Linked DNA regions of Sus scrofa: regions 1, 2, 4, 5, 6 and 7 are each linked to region 3. A link is a contact called in public Hi-C and HiChIP or PLAC-seq data. All regions are on one chromosome and are shown on one strand. Each heading gives the region's core, a stretch centred on a gene start, on an enhancer-like site or on the middle of the called end of the contact. The rest is flanking DNA. Distances are from core to core; before and after follow the strand shown. Region 1 holds the start of ZCCHC8 (zinc finger CCHC-type containing 8). Region 2 holds the start of KNTC1 (kinetochore-associated protein 1). Region 3 holds the start of VPS33A (VPS33A, CORVET/HOPS core subunit). Region 4 overlaps BCL7A (B-cell CLL/lymphoma 7 protein family member A). Region 5 holds the start of CLIP1 (CAP-Gly domain-containing linker protein 1). Region 6 holds the start of MLXIP (MLX-interacting protein). Region 7 holds the start of BCL7A (B-cell CLL/lymphoma 7 protein family member A).

The links. Hi-C and Micro-C count contacts between places; a contact is called where the count stands out from the background. HiChIP or PLAC-seq counts read pairs in DNA pulled down with a chosen protein or histone mark.
Region 1: a contact with region 3 is called in a Hi-C map of liver, with 6 times the contacts expected there. The contact joins the promoter of ZCCHC8 here to the promoter of VPS33A in region 3. A contact is called at or near these places in 3 of 47 Hi-C or Micro-C datasets (heart right ventricle, liver and skeletal muscle) and 2 of 2 datasets of contacts at active chromatin or transcription factors (alveolar macrophages and skeletal muscle).
Region 2: an H3K27ac HiChIP or PLAC-seq map of alveolar macrophages shows a contact between it and region 3. The contact joins the promoter of KNTC1 here to the promoter of VPS33A in region 3. A contact is called at or near these places in 1 of 5 promoter capture datasets (liver), 2 of 47 Hi-C or Micro-C datasets (embryonic fibroblasts and liver) and 1 of 2 datasets of contacts at active chromatin or transcription factors (alveolar macrophages).
Region 4: a contact with region 3 is called in a Hi-C map of retroperitoneal adipose tissue, with 2.1 times the contacts expected there. The contact joins the enhancer-like site here to the promoter of VPS33A in region 3. A contact is called at or near these places in 12 of 47 Hi-C or Micro-C datasets (alveolar macrophages, embryonic fibroblasts, fetal heart ventricle and 7 more) and 2 of 2 datasets of contacts at active chromatin or transcription factors (alveolar macrophages and skeletal muscle).
Region 5: an H3K27ac HiChIP or PLAC-seq map of alveolar macrophages shows a contact between it and region 3. The contact joins the promoter of CLIP1 here to the promoter of VPS33A in region 3. A contact is called at or near these places in 1 of 5 promoter capture datasets (fetal liver), 2 of 47 Hi-C or Micro-C datasets (embryonic fibroblasts and epiblast stem cells) and 1 of 2 datasets of contacts at active chromatin or transcription factors (alveolar macrophages).
Region 6: an H3K27ac HiChIP or PLAC-seq map of alveolar macrophages shows a contact between it and region 3. The contact joins the promoter of MLXIP here to the promoter of VPS33A in region 3. A contact is called at or near these places in 1 of 5 promoter capture datasets (fetal liver) and 1 of 2 datasets of contacts at active chromatin or transcription factors (alveolar macrophages).
Region 7: a Hi-C map of mesenteric adipose tissue shows a contact between it and region 3, with 1.6 times the contacts expected there. The contact joins the promoter of BCL7A here to the promoter of VPS33A in region 3. A contact is called at or near these places in 2 of 5 promoter capture datasets (fetal liver and liver), 6 of 47 Hi-C or Micro-C datasets (alveolar macrophages, embryonic fibroblasts, heart right ventricle and 2 more) and 1 of 2 datasets of contacts at active chromatin or transcription factors (alveolar macrophages).

The regions. Positions count from the first base shown.
Region 1 is chr14:30,263,108-30,266,038 of Sscrofa11.1, reverse strand. ZCCHC8 (zinc finger CCHC-type containing 8) reads right to left here and starts at 1,516. Exons shown (of 15, transcript NM_001190154.1): 1 at 1,301-1,516; 2 at 4-46. The coding sequence starts at 1,499.
Region 2 is chr14:30,240,392-30,243,496 of Sscrofa11.1, reverse strand. KNTC1 (kinetochore-associated protein 1) reads left to right here and starts at 1,509. Exons shown (of 65, transcript XR_002338925.1): 1 at 1,509-1,750. It overlaps RSRC2 (arginine/serine-rich coiled-coil protein 2), which reads right to left and starts at 1,434. Exons shown (of 10, transcript XM_013982805.2): 1 at 1,252-1,434. The coding sequence starts at 1,257.
Region 3 is chr14:30,467,790-30,470,602 of Sscrofa11.1, reverse strand. VPS33A (VPS33A, CORVET/HOPS core subunit) reads right to left here and starts at 1,555. Exons shown (of 13, transcript NM_001098604.1): 1 at 1,423-1,555. The coding sequence starts at 1,524.
Region 4 is chr14:30,674,025-30,677,081 of Sscrofa11.1, reverse strand. The region is part of intron 4 of BCL7A (B-cell CLL/lymphoma 7 protein family member A); the gene reads left to right. Among named protein-coding and RNA genes, the nearest start is that of BCL7A, 24 kb to the left of the region's middle. Within about 2 kb of position 1,676, at least 26 of the 83 cell types and tissues checked have an H3K27ac peak or open chromatin away from gene starts, as enhancers often do. A contact at or near this core is called in fetal liver, liver, omental adipose tissue and 3 more, where this site is marked.
Region 5 is chr14:30,319,571-30,322,278 of Sscrofa11.1, reverse strand. It overlaps CLIP1 (CAP-Gly domain-containing linker protein 1), which reads right to left and starts at 1,409. Exons shown (of 26, transcript XM_021072961.1): 1 at 1,258-1,409.
Region 6 is chr14:30,644,944-30,647,857 of Sscrofa11.1, reverse strand. It overlaps MLXIP (MLX-interacting protein), which reads left to right and starts at 1,583. Exons shown (of 17, transcript XM_021073760.1): 1 at 1,583-2,120. The coding sequence starts at 1,708.
Region 7 is chr14:30,697,975-30,700,751 of Sscrofa11.1, reverse strand. BCL7A (B-cell CLL/lymphoma 7 protein family member A) reads left to right here and starts at 1,331. Exons shown (of 6, transcript XM_003483424.4): 1 at 1,331-1,599. The coding sequence starts at 1,508.

The DNA.
Region 1 (2,931 bases), core at 267-2,766, 200 kb after region 3:
TACCTTGGTCGAGTGAGAATGTTCAATTTTCTTTTAAGTTCCTGATGTTATTCCTTGTTAAGGAGTAAGCCCTCAGTAAATACAAATATGAAGATCATAAACTTCAACTACTAATCTTACTTTTGGTATCAATGTTAGGAAAGTTAAAAGACAAATATTTTGAGGATGACACACTTGCTGACCTGCTTTGTTGCAGGGCTAGGTAACAGGACCTAAAAACTAAAACATCATTTTCATCCTTTTAAACGTGATCTTTCTAAGGCAGGTTCATGCAGTTCAAAAGAGACTAACAGACAACCAAAAACGTTATTCAGACAACGGTGTCCTGTCAGAAGTTAAACAGCCACTCACTAAAGATAATTGTCCAAGTCAGCAGCATCATGATTATTCAAATAAAGTACATGCAGCATAAGACACTGTTAAGGACCTAATAAGCTAGGATGGACTCTGTAAAGATCACTGTAAAATCCTTTCAACTTTCCTGTATTTTGAAATTTCTCATAATAAAATGTTGAGGAAAAAGGCATTATAAAAAATGACCTCTTAAACCTTAAAAGATGATTTACCAACCGCTTTCAGGGATCTTTCCATTAGCAAAACTACCTGAACCAAAGTTATCTGTATGAATAGTAAAACAAAACAAAAACCCTCTAAGAATGTGAAAAAACAGTCACACATCTTGCTAGAAAGGCTGTAAACTAAAGACAAACGGAAACTGATTTGGCGCGTCTTCTCTAAACCTTTGCAATACATCTTCACCACGGAAGCTATTTTAAAGTGGAAGAACTTTAAAATGAATCCTCAATGTTCTTCAAGCAATTAACCATTTTTCTTTCCGCGCTTCGAACCCTTAAGGGCCCCGACTCTACATCCCAGGACCCCTCACTTCTGCCCCACTGGAAAGACAGATCTGCGCCAAAGTCTAAACAGCCGGTATCTCCTAACTATAACACGGCTTCATCAACTTTAGCTGGGCTGCAGAAAATGAAGTCGGGTAGTGATTCCAAAGAGAGGAAGACAAGTGGTGAAGAGCCTACAATTTAACAGTTGAAACTGTCCGAAATAACCCTAAAATCCGGCCCCGGAATTGGGGGGGGGGGGCGGGAGGCGCGAATCAAGTCCAGGAGACGCATCCCACTAAGGGAGAGGTCCCGCGCCGAGGCCTGGGGGACAGTTTACGCAATCTGAACCCTAGATTCTCAGCCTGAGTTCTGGCCCTGGTGGAATTTCCGCCCGCGCTCTTCCCGGCACCGCACCCACCACACGCCCGGGTGACACGGCCCAGCGAGGGGAAGGATATTCTCGGCGCGGAGCTGCTCGACGGTTTCCTCGCACTGCCGAAGCCGTTCCCGGAGCTCCGCGTCGCCGACTCCATTCTCATCCTCCTCGTCGCCGTCGTCTTCCTTGAAGCGGGTGTGAACGGGCTTCGGAATCGACTCCTCGGCGTGGTCAAACGCCTCGAACAGCTCTAGATCGCCAAAATCCACCTCCGCCGCCATTTTGGGCTGTGGGAAAAGACACGAGAAGAGGCGGAGCTGGCCACCCGGCCGGCGGCCAAGGTTGTTGGGCGGCACCGCTCTCCCGGCTCCGGCCGATCTAAGCCACCCAGTAGGGTTTCCTCCTAAACGTAGGCCGCCGGAGCTGCACAAGGGGCGGGCCAGTCCTGTGAGACTACAACTCCCAGAATGCAACGGCGTTTCCTCAGACCCACCTCTGAGATTGCTCCGAAGCATGGCATGCTGGGACATGTGGTTTCTAAGCGACTGTTAACTCATTGTTTGCACTGCATACTGGGATTGGTCCTTTTAAAACGTGAAGAAAGCCCAACTAGATCAAAATGTTACGAGTTGTCCCTGTTATGTATCTAAGGCTGAAAAAAATCAGAGCACGATGCATGGTTTATCACATGTTGTGGTTGCGTGCCAAACTAGAGAATAAGGAACTCCAGCTTTGCCATAGGATACATTTGTAATCTTGGAGAAGCTACTTCAGTTGGTTGGTTTTTTTTTTTTTTTTTTTTTTTTTTTTTCCATGAAGCTCAAGCTTTAGGTTACTTTAGCTTTGTCTGTTGTGGCTTTTGGTGGTTTCTCCTTCAATCACCCATTCATTCAGTAACATTTATTTACCACATTCAGTGTGCCAGGTACTGTTCTAGGAGCTGAGAATGCAAGAGTGAGCAAAATAGGGAGTTCCTCTTGTGGCTCAACAGTAACGAACCCGACTAGCATCCATGAGAATGAGAATGAAAGGTTTGGTCCCTGGCCTTGCTCAGTGGATTAAAGATCCGGCATTTCTGTGGCTGTGGTATAGGCGGCTACAGCCCCAATTCAACTCCTAACCTGGGAATTTCATATGCTGTTAAGTGTGGCCCTAAAAAGAAAAAAAAAAAAAAAAAAAAAAAGGAAAAAAATTCCGTATGAAAAGGCAGAGTGGAGCAAGAGGAGGCCCGGGGTGGAACGTTAATTAGGCCAGTACTCAGAGACCATATTAGGCATATTCATTCTTCCCATCCCCAAATTGGTAAGCATTTTAAACAGGTGGTGTGTCTGTGAGCTACAAATTTACATTTTGATAGGATGGTCCTGATTGCATGGTAGGAAAAGAATTGGTGGCAGTCTAGGAGACAGATGGAATAGATTTTTGTAATAAAATCAACAAATGTTAGATTAGGTAGTGGCAAGTGGTGGAGAGTTGGTATTTAATAGAGGATATTTGAAAAATAAAGAACAGAGATAACTCAAGGGTTATGGGGAAGGAGAGGAAAGGGTTGTGAATTATTTGCCAGGATCTGACTTAACAAACTTGAATAAATGATTACTAGAGATAGAGAACAACATATGTTGACCAGGTTTGGAAGCCAAGAGTGAGTTCAATTTTGACTATGATGTACCTTGAGATAATTTTATCCTAAAACAGATGAGTAACTTGAAT
Region 2 (3,105 bases), core at 260-2,759, 230 kb after region 3:
AGGGGATTTTTTTTTACTGAAGGAGGCACTGCAGAAACAAATGTTTGAACTGTTTTTAAAAAATATTTGAGCCCAAATAAAATAATACTATTCTTTAAAGTAGATTAAGAGGCCCCAAACACGATTTAAACAAAGAAAAACACCCCATCGACTAGCTGCACAAATAGCCTGCCAAGCGATTTCAAACTAGTTCTAAATCGGTTAATAAAAAAAGGGGTTCTAAATCAAATCAACTGGGCATGGGAGGAGGGAGGATCTTCCATGATTTCTAAATTCCAGGTACTCCAGTGATTAGGATGAGCTACAAGGTTTTACTTATGCTTCATTTCCAAAAACAAGAAAATACAACTTTTTAGTCAATGGAAAAAGAATACAAAATTCTCGCATTTTTCTTTTAACAGGATAAGTAAAAGGAAGTAATCACACAATAATGTGATCTATCAGGACTGGACATCTTATACCCAAAGAAGGTTTATTTTTCGAAAGTGGTGATTTAAGAACCGTACTCTCCATTTAAAATTAAATGGGCCAATGAAGAACTCTTAAGTTTAAAGTAACAACGTCAGCGACAGGGCTGGATTATGTTTCTCAGACTTCAAAATGACTGCATCGAAAGCCACTTCGGAAACAGAGCATCAATCAGAATTCGTAGTGCCAAAATCTTCTCTTAATTAAATCGAATTTTTACTCCCTTCCAGAAACACGTTATCTAGCTGCTAAGGAATAAACTAAAGTACACAGATGGAACACTAACGGAAATTATGCAACTGGAATCGCCTCCTAGCACTCAGGCAAAAAAGGAAAAAACTAAAAACAAAAACGCTACAAGACCGCTCGCCCCCCACGTTTCTATCCCTTACAGGCACCGCCTTTATGACCCAACACTTTTCACGGACGACTCCAGGTCCCACCGCGAACATATAAATGCCTAAGCCCTAACAAAATTCAATATAAATCACTAGACTAAGCTAAACTGCAGTCAGTTCGGTGGGCCAAAAAGAACACACAGCTGGGAAAGAGATGAGGAAAGTTCTGGAAAAAAAAGACACTCCCTGCGGCTCCCCACCCCCAACGACACCGCCTCACTTCCCCCTCCCTAAAGGAGGCAGCCATGATGGCGGGCGCAGAAGAAGGCCGCGGCGCCATTTTGTCCACACACAAGCTCGGACAACAGCTCTGGGAGCCCTTCATCCCTTCTTCGGACAGTAGCAGAGAAACATCCCTGACTTTAAACTCAGATTCGGCACCTACCGCCATAGTCCACAGTCCTGGCCGCTGGAGCGGCGCCTCCACTTGCCGCTTTCCACAGTACCGGCCGCCTAGACGATTCGCCACAGACTGAATCGCTCGAACGAGAGACCCGGATGGCACAAACGGGCTAAGGCCCGGCGCGTCGCACAGCCTGCTGGGAGGAAAAGGGGTGGTGATGAGTTTCTGTAGCAACGCTGTTCAACGGTGATTGGTTGTTCTTTTGAAGGGGGCGTGTAAGGCCAGGGATGGGGCGGGGCCAAGAACACACCCTAGAATGCAGTTTCCTGGTTCTCGGAACCGGTGGAATTTAGGGTGGGGCGACTTCCTATTTCGATTCTTAAGCAATCTTGGCCTCCGCTGGCTGCCGTAAAAGGGGTTGGGCTTGGTGATCTCCCGCCAATTTAAACCTGTGGGATGGGCCCTGACGCGTCTAGGAGCCGCTGTGGGTGTCCGAAGAGGGGCTGTAAACTTGACTGTTCTTTAGTTTCTTCAATTGCGGGTGAGGAGGGGGAACCGCGCTGTTGTAGCTTGCGGGGGGTGGGCTTATGTTGAAGTAGCAGAGGCCTCAGCTCAGTCCGGGGTGTTTTCCCCACTAGACGCTGGCGGGAGAGAGATTGGGTTCTTGCTGGCCCCGGTGTCCAGCTGAGAGCATTTACGGCCTGAAGGCCTTGCTGAAACTGTTTTTGCCTAATTCGTTCATCTTTTCACCCGGCAGCCAGTGTAATCTCAAATCGTTAATAAAATCACGTTCCTGGTCATCTTTCCCTCCCTAGCACTGAGGATTTAACCCAGTCTTGAGATTGGGGATTCACTTAGCTCCACCTATCTAGTTCCCGCACTTTTCCATTCTTGCTCAGGCCTGGCAGCCGCCCCAAACTCAGTCCATCCTCTGAGCCTTTGCACCGGGCCTGCATCTTTGTTCCCCCTGAGCTTTGCATAGTTGACTTCTTGGTATTAGGGTCTCTGCCCACATGTCTACAGTTGCCAAACAGGTCCTTCTTAGGCGTTCCTCCCCCCCTTCTTTTGTACACTCTTTGTAATTATGCAGTATAATAGTTAACAGCTGGTGTGAATTTGAGTCTACAAATTCGCAGATGAGTATAGCTACATCATCAATTCGCTTTAGGTGACCTTGGCCATTTACTTAGTCCCTGACTCATGTTTCTCAGCTGTAAAGTGGGTTGTTGTGTAGATTAAAAGAGTGATTCATTCACTCTTCATTGCCTACTCAATACCGCAGTATATTTTATTTTTGTATGTCCTTCCTGTGAGAATATAAATTTCATACTGTATTCTCAGCTCCTAGAACAGTGACTGGTATGTATTAGGCATTCAATAAACAGTTGTTGAAAGAGTTGAGTGTGACAGACCTGGGAGGCTGACACTATTTAACTATTTTTACAGAGATAGGACACTGAGACCCATGAAAATTTTCACTCCAACCTTTCCTTCCCATCTCCTCCCAACTACCACCCAAACATAGCCATTAAAGCTCTTGTTTATTCTAATATGCGTTGTTTCTGTACTCCTGTTTACACTTCTATTAAGAACTCTTTTCTTGGGCGTTCCCATTGTGCTCAGTGGGTTAAGCACCCAACTAGTGTCAGTGAGGATGCTGGTTCAGTCTCTGGCCTCACTTAGTGGGTTAAGGATCTGGCGTTGCTGTGAGCTGTGGTGTAGGTCACAGAAAAGGCTCAGATCCTGCGTTGCTGTGGCTGTGGTGTAGGTTGGCAGCTGTAGCTCCAATTCAACCCCTAGCCTAGGAACTAGGGAGAACAGAATGCCCAGATCCTTGAGGGAGACTAGGAGGGACACTTGGGGGCACAGCCGGGGGGGGGGGGGGGGGGTGGGGGC
Region 3 (2,813 bases), core at 306-2,805:
TAGGACTTTGCCTGCTTTTGTCTTCTCTCAATGGCTGCTAGCACCTACTCTACCTCTTGGGGTCCCATTCTTTTTTTTTTTTTTTTTTCTTTTTCTTTTTAGGCCTGCACTTGTGGCATATGGAAGTTCCCAGGCCAGGGGTGCAACTGGAGCTGCAGCTGCAGGCCTATGCTACAGCCACAACGTGGGATCCTTAACCCACTGAGCAGGGCCAGGGATCCAACTCACATCCTCATGGATGCTAGTCAGGTTCCTTACCTCTGGGCCACAAAAGGAACTCCACAGAGTGCTATTCTTTCTAATATTCGTTTCAGAGTTTTCCCAATTTTCCTTTTCTCTTCAGAGCTTTATTGCCAGTTACTTTATGGGGACTGATAAATCATAAGGAGAGAGGGTCAAGGTAATACCACTTAAACGAAATGCTGGGAAGTCCCTTACCTACTATGTTTCCCATTCCATTGTGAGCTGGATGCTAATTAATGTCTAACTGGAAGTTCCCATGTGGTGCAGCGGTTAAAGAGCTGGCATTGTCACTGCAGGGCTCACGCTGCTGCTGTGGTGAAAGTTTGATCCCTGGCTCAAAAACTTCCACATGCCCCAGGGTGGCCAGGAAAAAAAAAAAAATGTCTAACAGGAGAAACAATTCTGTTTCGAGAGGCTGACGTTAAAAACCTCAAATGCTGGAGTTCCCGTCATGGCGCAGTGGTTAACGAATCCGACTAGGAACCATGAGGTTGAGGGTTTGGTCCCTGCCCTTGCTCAGTGGGTTAAGGATCTGGCGTTGCCGTGAGCTGTGGTGTAGATTGCAGACGCGGCTCGGATCCTGCGTTGCTGTGGCTCTGGCGTAGGCTGGTGGCCACAGCTCTGATTAGACCCCTAGCCTGGGAACCTCCATATGCCGCGGGAGCGGTCAAAGAAATAGCAAAAAGACAAAAAAAAAAAAAAAAAAACCCTCAAATGCTACCACTTCTCATAATCCATGTGAAGAAAAGGTTGTAAGACAGTGGTGCTTCAGACTTTCAAAGGTATGGTTTCTAACCACACGTATGATCTTTGTAATGAATGGACACTGGATCATCTACGTCCTCGGGCCGGCCCGCCTCAACAGTGTGTAGGGGTGGGGGTGGCACCGGATTCGCCCCTCTGGACCTGAATGGCACTGACACAAGCTGATTCGTGAGGGACTAAGGTAGCACAGTGGCTTATTCCGCTTCCACGAAACAATCGCGATGCCACGCAGAATCCAGGCTGGATGCCCCAGGCCCCACCAGCTGTCCCCTCTCCCCGCCTCATCATACCCGCCGGCTCTCCTCTCTGGAAGCCCCAGGGGACCTCGTACACCCGGAGCTCAGGCGGTCAAGGACCGGGTTAGGCCAAGTCGGACGGCGCTGGAGGGCGGTGTCGCCGCGCACTGTCCCTCACCTTGCTTCCCGCGCACTTGTCCAGGAACTCTCGCAGCTCGCGACGCACCGCCTCGCGCAGCACGTTCAGGTTAACTCGCCCATAGGATAGGTGCGCCGCCATCTTGCCCCACCGCCCCCTACTCCCCCCTCGATCCAACTGAATCGGCTTTTCCCCAGCAGAGCCCACGGGCGCAGTCACGTGACGGCGTGTTCACGTGACCCGGGCCGCCGACCTTACGCCAAACCCGGAAACTAGAATCGTCAGCTGTCTGCCGCTTTCTTGGCCCTAACGCCCGCCGCTTTATTCTACCTCTTGGGTTCTGAGGCTTTTTAAGACCACAGCCTCAGTCCAGGAGCTGTTGAGCGCTGAGAGCTGTGTTTAAGGATAGAGTCTGGGTCTTACTCATCTCGTTGAAAAATCGAGAGACTTTCTTCAGAGCAGCAAGCATACCGCTGCAAAATGGTAACCAAGCTGAGCTTGAATGGAAATCTTTTCGATTTATAGCTATCGAAAGGGCCTGAGCTTTGTTCTTTCGGTTTGTCGGCTACAGTCTACAAAAATGGCTAAGGGCCGCGGGAACTTTGAGTGACTTGTCCCTTTAGCTCTTCCTAATAGACTTTTGTGTGATGTGTAGTATTTCACACAAACGGTATCCGACGTGGAATCCAGGTAAAATTCTTGTGAATTACGAGGATGAAAGAAGATGTAATTTACATGGTATAATTTATGTAAAAGGCTTAGTGCGCCTGTAATTTAACAATTGTTCAATAAATAACATTAGGAAGATATATGTTTTTCAGTACTTTGAGGTGAAAAAGGCTTGAAAATGTTTGGTCTTGCCTGGTTTCCTTCAATCCTTCATACAATGTTACGAAGAAAGGACGCGAAGCAATTACATGGAGTATACGAAAGCGATGAGTGGAATTTGAGGATGATAATCAGTCATACATACTAAGATACTTATACTCTCAATGTCTTGATTCTATCAAAGACATTTAGATTTTAAAAGAACTTGTTTCCATACATGCAGAGTGTTTCATGCCTTAATTCTCAACCCGATTTTCACCGTGGTTCTCAACCTGTATCCCAGACTCTTCTCACATGTGCAGGGTTTTTGTTCAACTGAGAATTACATATTGTAGCACCATCTGTGAGAGTGAACTTTGAGCTCAGCAGGCCATGTCATGAACTGTTAAATGAGAGCACAACTATGTTGAGAGGTAAAAATATCCACAGTTAGTGAAGTCATGCTTGGGTGCAAATGAGCAAAACTAGAATAAAGGATCCTCCTCAAACAGATCTGGCAGCTGCAGAAGGTGCAACTTAGGTTGCAACTGCAGCTCAGATCTGACCCCTGGTCTGGGAACTCAGGTGCCCTTGTGACAAAAACCAAAAAACTCACCGTCAGG
Region 4 (3,057 bases), core at 427-2,926, 210 kb before region 3:
TGTACTAAGGGGAAAAGTAAAAGGCTGAGAGGGCTGGGGGAATGCCCATTTCTTTGAGGAAGAGGTGAAAGATTGCTTTAGATTTTCTTTACAAATGTTATTTGTGTCTGAATTAAACAGCCCACTTGACTCATTTGCCTGGCGTTGCCTGGCATCTAAGGGGACTTTTGAGTTCATGGTCAGATGCAGTAAGGGAAGGGAGCCTGGAAGACTCCCTGGAGGAGGTGCTATCTGACTTGGGCCTAAAGGATGAGCAGAGGTAGGAGGGGACCAAGCAACCCAGGCAGAAGGGACCACAGGACAGTGCCTGGGAATGTGCAGGGGAAGGTACCCTAGGTGCCAGGAGGACCTCTGGGTGGGGAACAATCATGAATTAGGGTATGGACTGAAGCGCCCCACCCCCAGCTCTCCAGCGTCGTTTTCCCCCCACCCCCCCGGAGGAGGACCACTGTGAAGTCTGTTTTGTGGCCTTCCAGATGTATCTAGAAGCATCTATATGAGATGATAACCTCCCTTTTGAGAACAGTTTCACTTAACAGTCACCATGGAGATAGTTCCATGTTAGGACATACAGGTCTGTCTCATTTTCTTTACCAGCTTATCATTCAGTGACATGAATGTGCCCTGGTTTATTGAAATAGTCCCCATGTTGGCGGTCATTCAGGTTGCTCTTTTTCCTACACAAATGGTGCCACAGGATGTCCCACACACGTGTCTCTTTGCTCTGGCGAGAGTGGGTCTGCAGGACACGGCCCTGGAAGCGGGCTGCGGAGACAGGGCCTGCGGGTCTGGAGTGGCTGTAGGCCCTGCAGGGTCCTCCCCCAGAGCAGGGCCTTGTGGCCGGAACTGTGGTGTAGGTCTAAGACGCTGCTGGGATCTGGCTCTGCTGTGACTGTGGCCCTAGCCTGGGAACCTCCATATGCCACACCTGAGACTCTAAAAAAAGAAATGTTTCCAGATGGGGCCAAATGTCCCCTGGGAGAGCATGGGACAAAGTCACACCCCTCTCCCCATCGAGAACCCTGACCAGCCTGGTAAGGTGGCTCTGTGGGTGGAAGCAGTGGAGCTGGGGGCTGGGACCTGGCTGGGACACAGGATGAGCTGGTCACGTCCGGGCTGACCCTTGCCTGCTGTATGGCCTCAGTCCGGCAGTGTCACCTCCTGAGCGCCTTCCTATTTCCTCTTCATTCATAAAATGAGACAGAAGTTGTCAGGTCACACTGCAGGAGAGGACAGGGCAGGAAAGGGCGGGGTACTGGCAGGGCTGGTGGGGGAGGGGCACCTTCTCCACCCTTCCATGGGGGGTGGCTGGGAGTCAAGGGCAGGGCCATGTGGGGCCAGGTGAGGGCCACGTCCTGGCTTCTACCTGGCCTCCTTGTTTCTGGCCACGGCCTCGTTTCTCCCATGTTCCAGGTCTGAGGCTCCTTCTCTCTGAAAGGCCAGTTAGTTCAGCTGGGCTGCAGGAATGACGCCTTGGGTCAGTGCTTCCTCATCCGCCACATTTGATACCTAACCCCCCACCCACCCCAGGCCAAGGTGGGCCCCTCATCACGGTCCCCTTCCAGCTACCCCAGGCCTCCGGGCTGGCACAGTTGCCCAGCCTTGCCCAGGCAGGAGCGTCCCACGGGAAGGGCAGAGGCAGACCCCCCACCTTCCAGGTGGGCACCTGGCCTACATGCAGCACAGGGCAGGTTCGTCACCAGCTGGTGACCTTGCTCTGAACTTGTTTACTGCTGAGTGAGTTCAGGGAATGACATAATGTCCAAACTCCCTGGACTAAATTTAGGCCCTAGGAAAATAATTTCCCCTGGGTGAGTTCCAGTGCTGTTGCGCTAAGAGAATCAGGCTGCCATGCCGAGGCCTTGAACATTCCACCAGAAATAACCATTTTATTTATTTAGTTAGTTAGTTTTTAGCTCATAAAGGTCTGACATTAGCCTAAGAGTCTTTTTTTCCTTTCCTTTTTTTTTAAAAAGGGCCTGAAACTGCAGCATATGGAAGTTCCCAGGCTAGAGTTTGAATGGGAGCTGCAGCCACTGGCCTACACCACAGCCTTGGCAGTGTCAGATCTGAGCTGCATCTGGGACCTACGCCACAGTTTGTGGCAATGCCACATCCTTAGCCCACTGAGCAAGGTCAGGGATCAAACCTGCAACCTCAGGGTTCTTAGTCGGATTCGTTAACCACTGAGCCACGATGGGAACTCCTGAAATGGAGACTTTTTTTTTTTCTTTTTTCGTCTTTTTGGGGCTGCATCCGTGACATATGGAGGTTCCCAGGCTAGGGATCTAATTGAAGCTATAGCTGCCAGCCTACGCCAGAGCCACAGCAACACCAGATCTGGGCTGTGTCTGCGATCGTACAACACAGCTCATGGAAATACCACGGCTCACGGCAATGCCAGATCTATAACCCACTGAGCAAGGCCAGGGATCGAACCTGCAACCTCATGGTTCCTAGTTGGATTCGTTTCCGCTGCGCCACGATGGGAACTCCTCAAAAGTAACCATTTTAAAATGAACAACCCAGTGGCATTTAGCACATTCATAATGTTGCACAGCCATCACCTCTGTCTAGTTCCCAAACATTCTCATCACCCTAAAAAGAAACCCCACACCCTTTAGCTGTCACTCCCCATTCCTCCAGCCCCTGGACCACTAATCTGTGCTTCTGTCTCTATGGCTTTGTCTTTTTGCACATTTCACATAGCTGGAGTCATGCACTAGTTGGCCTTTTTTGTCTGGCTTCTCTCACTCAACATCCTGTGTTCAAGGTTCACCCGCACTGTAGCCTTTTTTGTCTGGCTTCTCTCACTCAACATCCTGTGTTCAAGGTTCACCCGCACTGTAGCCTGTAATAGTGCCTCTTTCCTTGTTACGGTTGAGTCATATTCCATGTGTGGAGGGACCACGTTTTGTGTAGCCATCCGTCTGTTATTTGACATCTGGGCTGTGGCATCTTTCAGCCATTGTGAGCAGTGCTGCTGGGGACATTTGTGTTCAAGTATCAGCTGGGGGACCTGTTTTTCATTCTTGTGGGTCTGTCCCTAGAAGTGGG
Region 5 (2,708 bases), core at 160-2,659, 150 kb after region 3:
TGCACCAAAGCTGAGGAGCAACATACCTGAGCACTCTTGTCAAAGGTTATCATTAAACCCAAAGGTCTAATACATTTGGTCTCTAGGCTGTGCATACTATAGGTAGTAGCAGTTTTTAAAAAATAAAAAATAAAAATAACACCAACCAGAACCACAACCATAAGAGCAACAGCAGTAACACTAATACAAAGCTCTTATTGGCCAGGCAGGGTCCTAACCTAGAACAGAAAGAAGTCAAGGCTGCCGAACCAAAAAAAAAAAAAAGATGCAGCATTTTTTCCACCCTCCTTTTAAAATACAGTAATTGGCGCCCAGGTTTTGCTAAAAACAGGTATCGAAACATTGCAGACTGAACGTGTAATTTCTTCAAAGCAAAGAGGTGGGGCTGTGACGGGAGGGGGGGGTGGGGCGCGGTTCCTGCCAGATGGAAAAGCCACATGAAGTGGAGAAAGATGAGTTCAGGATTTCTCCCCAGATCAAAATCAGATATTTGAAGCACAGGACCGCCAAAGGAGGGGAAGCAGTGGTGTCTGCTTTTAAAATAACCTCTGAACAAGTGTCATCTGCCTTCAGAGCCAATCCCCTGCCGAGGCAGAAGGTTCGGGTTACGGGGCAGCGGGGTTATTTCAGAAATCCCTATCACCTCTCATCATCTACCTTCTCCAACAATCAGTCCCACTCGGGGGGGCTGTGTGTGGGGGACAAAAGCCACGGCCGGCCAGGCCCCAGGCCAGTTGGGTCAGCTCGCCGCCGAGGCCACGGCCAGGGTGCCCTCCATTCCGGTTCGCGGGCACCGCTGCCAAGGGCCCGGGCAATGCTCAGGTGGCCGCCGGGGCAACAGGTCCCGCCGGGCCTCGGCCCCTCCAGGGGGTCCACCCCCCCAGGGCCGAGGGGAGCAGAGAGGGACGCCAGGGAGGGAGCGGCGCCTGGGGCGGCGCAGGGGCAAGGAGTCCAAGCTCCATCTTGAGGCGGGCGGAGGAAGGGAAGGCCGGGCTCGGCGCTGACAGGGCCGGCGACTTTTCCGGCTCCGGGGGAGCACCCCAGAGACCCCTGGCCTCCAGGGCCATCCCCCTGGGGCTCCCCGGAACCCCTCGAGGGGGGGCGGTGCGCGGGACTCGGTCCCCCTCTCGGACGCCGGGCCGGCCCCCGACCCCAAGCCGGGAGGGCAGGAGAGGGCCCGGCGGGGCGGGAGGGGAAAGGTGAGGAGGGGACGGGGAAGGGGAGAGGGCCCGCGCCGCGCCCGCTCGCCCCGCTCACCGCTCGCCGCCGCCTCGGTAGCCGCCAGTCGCCGCCACCTGCCCCACTGCAGCAGCAGCAGCCGCGCGGCCGCCGCCTCCCGCCTCCCGGCTCGTCGGCTCCGGGCGGGGGAGAGCGTGACGCGCCGCCGCGGGGCCGGGCGGGCGCGCGCCGCCTGGAGAAGACGCCGCGGCGGCTCCACCCCGCGCGCTCCGCCGCCGCGCCCACTCCGGTCGGCCCAGCGCCTCGGACCCCGCCGCCAGCTCCGCGTCCGAGCCCCCAGCCGCTGCCTCTTTGTCTGCACCCGGGCCGCCGCTCTGGAGAAACGAACCTCAGACCCCCGGCGCGCCCGCCATCCAGCTCTCAGATCCCAGAGAGGACCGGGATGGGGAAGAAGGTGCGAGGAAACCCGAGAGGCCTGGACCAAGGGGCTTCTCATCATCTCGGTTAGTTCCCCATTTTCTGAACGTGTTCCCAGAATTTGCAAGTCACACCCGAGAGCTCCATTGAGACTTGATCGCACAGCCTGTTAATTTGCAGCTGATTTTTTTCTTTTTTCTTTTCCTTTTTTGCCAGATCCAGGGTGAGAAATCCTTTGAAATAAGCTCGGAGGAGCTGCCCACAGCTGGTTAACTTTAGGGAGCGTCCTCTCTGCCCTCCTCGCCCTCCAAGTAAGACCCAGGGTGAGCAACCTCTGGGGAAAGCACTGCAGCAAATGAAGCTTGAGAAGGACCATCTCCTCCCTCCCCTTCCCTCCAGGGAAAGACCGAGAGTTTAAAAATCCCTTGAAACAAACCCAACACTTGCTCCGTCAGTTTGAGAAAAGCCTTTTATTCGCCTCAGCCGCTTGGAGGGAAGCCCTGGTTAACGTCCTGTCCTCCCACCTCCCCACAGGGATCTCCTTTAAAAGCTTTTGAAAGGGACTGGAGGGGAGGCAGCAACAGCCTGCTCCGGGCCGGTGCAGCGGAGGGCGGCCAGCATTTCACTCCCATGGACCATGGCAACCCCAGAAGCTTTGCAGCTCCTGGAAGGAATTTGCAGCTGTGGGTGAAGCCCAGTATTTTACAACGACTTAGTAGTGGATAGGGGGCCCAGGGCTTCCCCATCCTCTCTGGTGGAAGGGAATAATCAGGAGGGTGACCCCCTTGCTGACCTTTATTCAAAGCACTGGTGCTGCTTGGACCAACAGGCATGCACAGAGCAGGGGGAGGGAACTGCAATGAAAATGCATGGAGTTCTGAACAAACAAGTAAATGTATCTGCTGGCACCTCCCCTGGATTCAGGCTTAAGTCACAAAAATCCTGTTTCCTAACTCAACATCACCTTAGTTTGCAAGTTGCAAGGTCAAAGTGTGGTGGCACCCCTGGTATCCAGTATGGATATTCCTAATCTGAAAGTCATACCTCACCCTCTCATCTGAATACTTTTCAGCACTAATGCACAACCTATATAATCATAGATGCGGTAGAAA
Region 6 (2,914 bases), core at 334-2,833, 180 kb before region 3:
CCAGCAATGTGTCATGGACACTTTTATATGTTAACAAATATATGTCTGCATCATTTAATAGGTGGTGTTCCATTATATTGGTGACTATAATATAGTCAATGACTTCTCTCGTTGGACATTATATTGCTTCTTTTTCTTTCTCCCCCCCCCCCTTTTTTTTTTTTTTTTTTTTTTGGTCTTTAGGGCCGCTCTCACAGCACATGGAGATTCTCAGGCTAGGGGTCAAAATGGAGCTACAGCTGCTGGCCTACGCCAAAGCTACAGAAATGCCAGATCTGAGCTGCATCTCTGACATACACTGCAGCGCACAGTAACACCAGGTCTTTAGCTGGCTGAGCAAGGCCAGGGATTGAACCTGCATCCTCATGGATGCTAGTCAGATTCGTTTCTACTGAGTCACAACAGGAACTCCAGCTCCACCCAAATTTGAAAATGAAACTGGCTTCAAAGCAGAGCACAGGAGCAGCTGTGGAGGACCCTGGAGGTCCTGCTGAGACCAGGGTGGGAGCTCCTACTCCAGCAGCCTCACTGGCCCCCTTGACACTCTGCCATCTCCCACCTTTCCCACATGGCTCCAATCCCAGGCTGGCTTTGAGCTCCTGACACTTTGACAGCTTTGTAAAAGTGTGAACTATAAAGTTGAACCATGTGAAATTGCTGTTTTTATAGGTCAAAAGTGGTTGAATATTGGTAATTTCTAGGTGCTTCTGGCATGGCTGGTTCAATTCCTTCAGTCTGTAGTGCATTTATTTAGTGCTCATTCTTTGAGAGGTACTGTGACAAGCACTTTATAGTCATTTTTTAAATTGTGACAACATTCTGAGGCACAGGACTCATTCCCCACCTCGGAGAAGAAAACCATGGCCGCGAATTTCCCCTTTTGGAATTATTCAGGGATTGGTTCCCTCTCCAAACTTAAGATCTTAACAATAATGACAGTATTGCGAGTCGTAGTTAAAAAGCTGGTGGCTGGTTCTGCAACTTAGTAGTAGTGATGCTCTAGGAAAGTGCCTTAATAAACTTTGAAGCGCCAGTTTCCACTTCTGAGGATGTAAGTAGTGTTCTTGATCTTGCCCTCGCGTTAGAAAGATCCCTTTACGGTGGTGTTCAGCGACTTAATCTTCTCATCAATAAAATGGACAAAATCTCCAGCACCCAGCAACACCTGGTAAGAGCTGTTAGAGCACAACTCCGGGCTCCTCGGGGGAAAGTGGGCCCTGGGAGGTGGAAAGAGCGCCACCCTCAACCACCACGTGGAGCTGCAAGGCAGCAGAGCGATTCCCCGGAGCGCAGGGCGGGGTCAGCACGACTTACTGGGCCAACGCCTCTCTCAGGCCGAGACACTGGCTAGAGGCACCACCTGGCCACCAAGTCCCGTACCACCCCTAAGGGAAGGAGGTGGCGAGGGGCGGGGCCTTGAGGCGGGGCCTCGGGCTACCCCCCCCCCCCTTTTTTGTCCGCCCAGATACGGAAAGGCTCCCCTGCTCCTTTAAGAGGCCGACACGGGCACCCGATTGGCCCAGACGCGTCGGTGACGTCACGCCGGGGCCGGCGCCGAGGCGGCCCAGTCGGCCCGCGCCCTCCCCCTCCTGCCCAGCCGCGCGCTTGCGGACAGTCGGCGCGCGAGCCGGGCAGGGCCGGCGCCTCGTCAGCCTTCTTCGCCGCGTAGCCCCGGGCCCCAGGGGATGCCCCCGGCCGGGTCCCCCCATGGCCGCCGAAGTCTTCCTGTGCTCCCCGCGCCGGCCTCACAGCCGGGGCCGTGCGGTGCTGCTCAAGCCCCAGGTGCCGGAGGACGACGACGACTCGGACACAGATGAGCCGTCCCCACCGCCCGCCTCCGGCGCGGCCACTCTGGCCCGGGGCCACGCGAGCGCCGGGCCACCGCAGCCCAGGGCCGGGTCGGGCCGCGAGGAGCCTCCGCGCCGGCAGCAAATCATCCACAGCGGCCACTTCATGGTGTCGTCGCCGCATCGAGAGCACCCGCCCAAGAAGGGCTATGATTTCGACACGGTCAACAAGCAGACGTGCCAGACCTACAGCTTCGGCAAGACCAGCTCCTGCCACCTGTCCATCGACGCCTCACTCACCAAGCTCTTTGAGTGCATGACCCTGGCCTACAGGTAGGGACCCGGCCGGCCCCACCTCTGGAGCGGGGCTCCTTTTGACAAAACAAGCGTGGTGGGCTGGGTCGCCGGGGGACCTTTTGGCTCCAGGCATTTCTTTTGGTCTTACCCCTTAGGGAAGGTTTATGGGTCTGGGGTCTCCAATGGAAGTGAGAGGGGCGGGTGTCCTGGGAATCTGTCAGCAGTGCTTGGCTTCTTCCGGCTTCACGTTCCCCATCCAGGCCCTCCTCTCGGTGGCCCTAGGCCACCGATTTCGGAGGAGAAATAGGTGTAAATACAGGCTGCACCCGGTGTCACTCGACTTTATCCACTCCTTCTCCCAAACGCTTTGTGTGTTTCCAGCAATAATGAGTAGTGGACAACCTGCCCAGGGGTGGCTCAGAATTTAATGGTTGTATAAAAACTCCGAATCTGTTTTCTCTTTTGTAAAGAGGGGATCAGCAGTGGTATCTGCCCCCATTGGCTGCTGTGGGCATGAAACGAGATAGGTAAAATGCTTATTCCAGTACCTGGCACATAATTTGTTGCTGCATAAATGTTAGCTACTTTTCTTATTGCCCCAGCAGAGGGAGGCTGGGTCCCCTCACATCTCCTCTATTGGGAAGGCCTATCCCAACTTGGGAGGGACCTGGGTGCCTCCTAGGAAGACTTGGAGCCACAGCTCTTGGAGGTGCAGTCTGTCCTTCTGGCAAGTTGGGGGGTTCTCAGACTGGCCCTGAACATAACATGGAGGTGTCAGTGTTTAAGGCAGGCATCCCTGGCACCATCCTGCCATGCGGATTCAGCTGTAG
Region 7 (2,777 bases), core at 82-2,581, 230 kb before region 3:
AAGCAATAAATAAATAAAAATAACATTATCTTCCCATTTTAATTCAAATGTATGTTTTTAAAAGTACCTATCTACTGACCAGGTAATTCTGAGGGCTAATGGTATGAGCCTTCTGTTTTATGACATGATGTGACAAGTTTTCCCACACAATCCTCACATTAAGAACTTGGGGTTTAGGATGGTAAAAAGGACAGGCCTCGGGAAAGGCCTGCAGTGCAGCCTTCCATTCCAATCTCCAGAAGCTTTCCTTCCCCAAACCAAAATCTCAGAGGAAACTGCTGGGTTTTAGAATGAGTGGGAGTCAGACATCTAGCTGTGAGCTTCAACTTCCCAGACACAGTTTCCCTCCAAGTAAAATGACTGATATTAAGCTAGTTGATCTCTGAGGAAACGGACTTGCTAATAGGTCACTCTCACTTTCCCCAGCAGCCATCTGGGCCTGAATTAGCTCTGGTCAAGACGCTTAGCTGCAGCTGAACACAAGGATGGGGCATCTGGCTTCTCCTGGTAATTGTAGATTCCTGCAGAGCTCTCCGGAGGCACCATGGGGACGAAACCACCCCATAAGTCCTCCTTGTCGCTGGTCAGTCCATTTTACCTACCAGGGTCATTCGTACGGTAGTAGCACCTGGGCAGAGCCTGGGGCTCAGACAGAAACCTCATTTATAGTGAGGGCAGCTTATCACTGGGGGAAAAGGTCTAAGAGCCCCTGTGAATATGCTGATAAATATCATCAAGCTTTTCCTGTGCCGAAAGCTATTTAATAAGCAAGGTTGAATGTCTTTCGTGGTCACTCCAGGCACCTTTCCTCCCATTCTAGTTTTCCAACAGGACGAGGATAAGAGACGCGAAGTCCTAGCTTGAGCATCTCTACTGGGCAGAGGTCCGCATCTCTCAACTCTTTCCAAGAGCACCTCACTTCCCGAATCGGAGCCTTCAACTCTGAGAAGTCGGGAGCCCCTTAGGAAACTTGCATTATTGCAGCCACTGCCACACACCGGGGCAGCGGACACGCCGCCGCGCTGGCTCCCCAGGAATGCGCCCCCTCCACGGCCGCTCTCCCGGGGGACCCCCGGCACCTGCGGCCTCCGAGTAAGTGTCCGCGCGCACGTCCGTCCCACTGCCCCAGCGTGACCGGAGCCGGGGGTCGCCATGTGCCCTTCGCCGCCTCCCCCGGGAGCAGGGGGTCGCGGGCGCCTCCCCCGGGTGGGCGGAAAGGCTCGTACCGCTGCCCCGCGGCAGCAGCGCCCGGAGGCCGCACTGCCGGCTGCCGCGGCGGCGCTGCTCCCCCTGCTCCGTGCAGCTGCCGCCCGGCGCTTGCGCAGTGGGCCCTGGGCGCGCGGCGGCACCAGGCTTTGTGTGTGTGTGTGTATGTGTGCGAGTGTGTGTGTGAGTGTCTGTGTGTGTGAGTGAGTGAGCGGGCGGGCGGGCGCGAGTGTGGCCGCCGCGGAGCGCGAGCAGGACCCGGCGGGCGCGCTCCCCCAGCCTCTCTCTCCCCGCCAGAACCATGTCGGGCAGGTCGGTTCGAGCCGAGACCAGGAGCCGGGCCAAAGATGATATCAAGAGGGTCATGGCGGCTATCGAGAAAGTGCGCAAATGGTAAGCGGAGGCGCCTGCTCCCTCGCTCGCTCGTTCGCTCGCCGGCTCGGCGCTGCGGCCGCCCCAAACCCCGAGACCAGATACAAAAAGCCAGCGGGGCGCAGCGCCCCGGTCCGCCCGCGGGCCCGGGAGTTGAAGAGGGCGGGCGGCGCGCGAGCCGGGTCACCTGCGCGCGGCGGGGGCCGCGGCCGCAGCCCAGGTGCGCTCGCGCCTGTCGCCCACCTGGCGCGGCGGCGGCGGCGGCGGCATCCTGGAGGCGGCGGGCGCCCGGGACCGGGCGGTGGGGCGGCGGGCAGTCCCCGCCGCGGCGCTCAGCTCCCGGGAGGGGGGCTCAGGGCCGGCCCCAGAAGCCATTTCGTTTTGTGCAAGTCACATGAAAGCGGCTTCCCGCGCGCCGGGGCCGCGATGCCGGCGGCGGAGGGGAGAGCGCGAGCTCCATTGTGCAGGCACCGAGCGGGCCGCCGCCGTCTCCGTCTCCTCCCCGCGCGCCCCGGGCGTCGCAGCGCCGGCCCCCGCGCCCTTGCCCGCGCCGGGCCTCCCTCTCTCCCTCCCTCCCTCGCTGGCTGGCTGGCTGGCTCGCTCGCTCCCCGCCTCCCAGGCCCGGCGCCCTCGAGTCTGCGGAGTTTGCAGAGCGCGAGCCGTTTAAATTTAGCGCTTTGGGCTGCCTGGAGCGAAGGCTCTGGGCGAGGAGGAAAGATGGGGGCGAGCGCGAGGAGGAAACGCCGGCGGCGGCCGCGGGCCCTGGTGCTCCGGCGCCCCCCTCCCGTCCCGCTCTGCCCGGACCCGGGCTCGGGGGCTCGGGCGAGAGAATGTTCGGGGCCAGGCCCGGGTCCTGGGCAGCGTCTGCCTGTCCAATACGGGCAGCTCGTGTTTGTTTTGCGGAGAGAGCCGTCGTTTTTGTTCTCCGCGCGGGGGGCACGGGGGATTCGGTGTTGGCGGTGCGGGTTCTCCAGCTCACATTAGATTCCGTTCGGCGTGGCCTTGTTGTAATTAACACGACTGCACGTTTCCCCGGCCTCGTCCGGGTCTCTCTCGGAATCGGCCCAAGGGCCAGGCCCCAGGCGCCAGCCGATCGCCAGGTTGGGGCAGACTTGTTGAAAACTCCCGGCTCCCGGAATTCAACTTTATTATTTTTTTCCCACGGCCTCACCCGGGTCAGGGAGGGAAAGGAGCCGCCG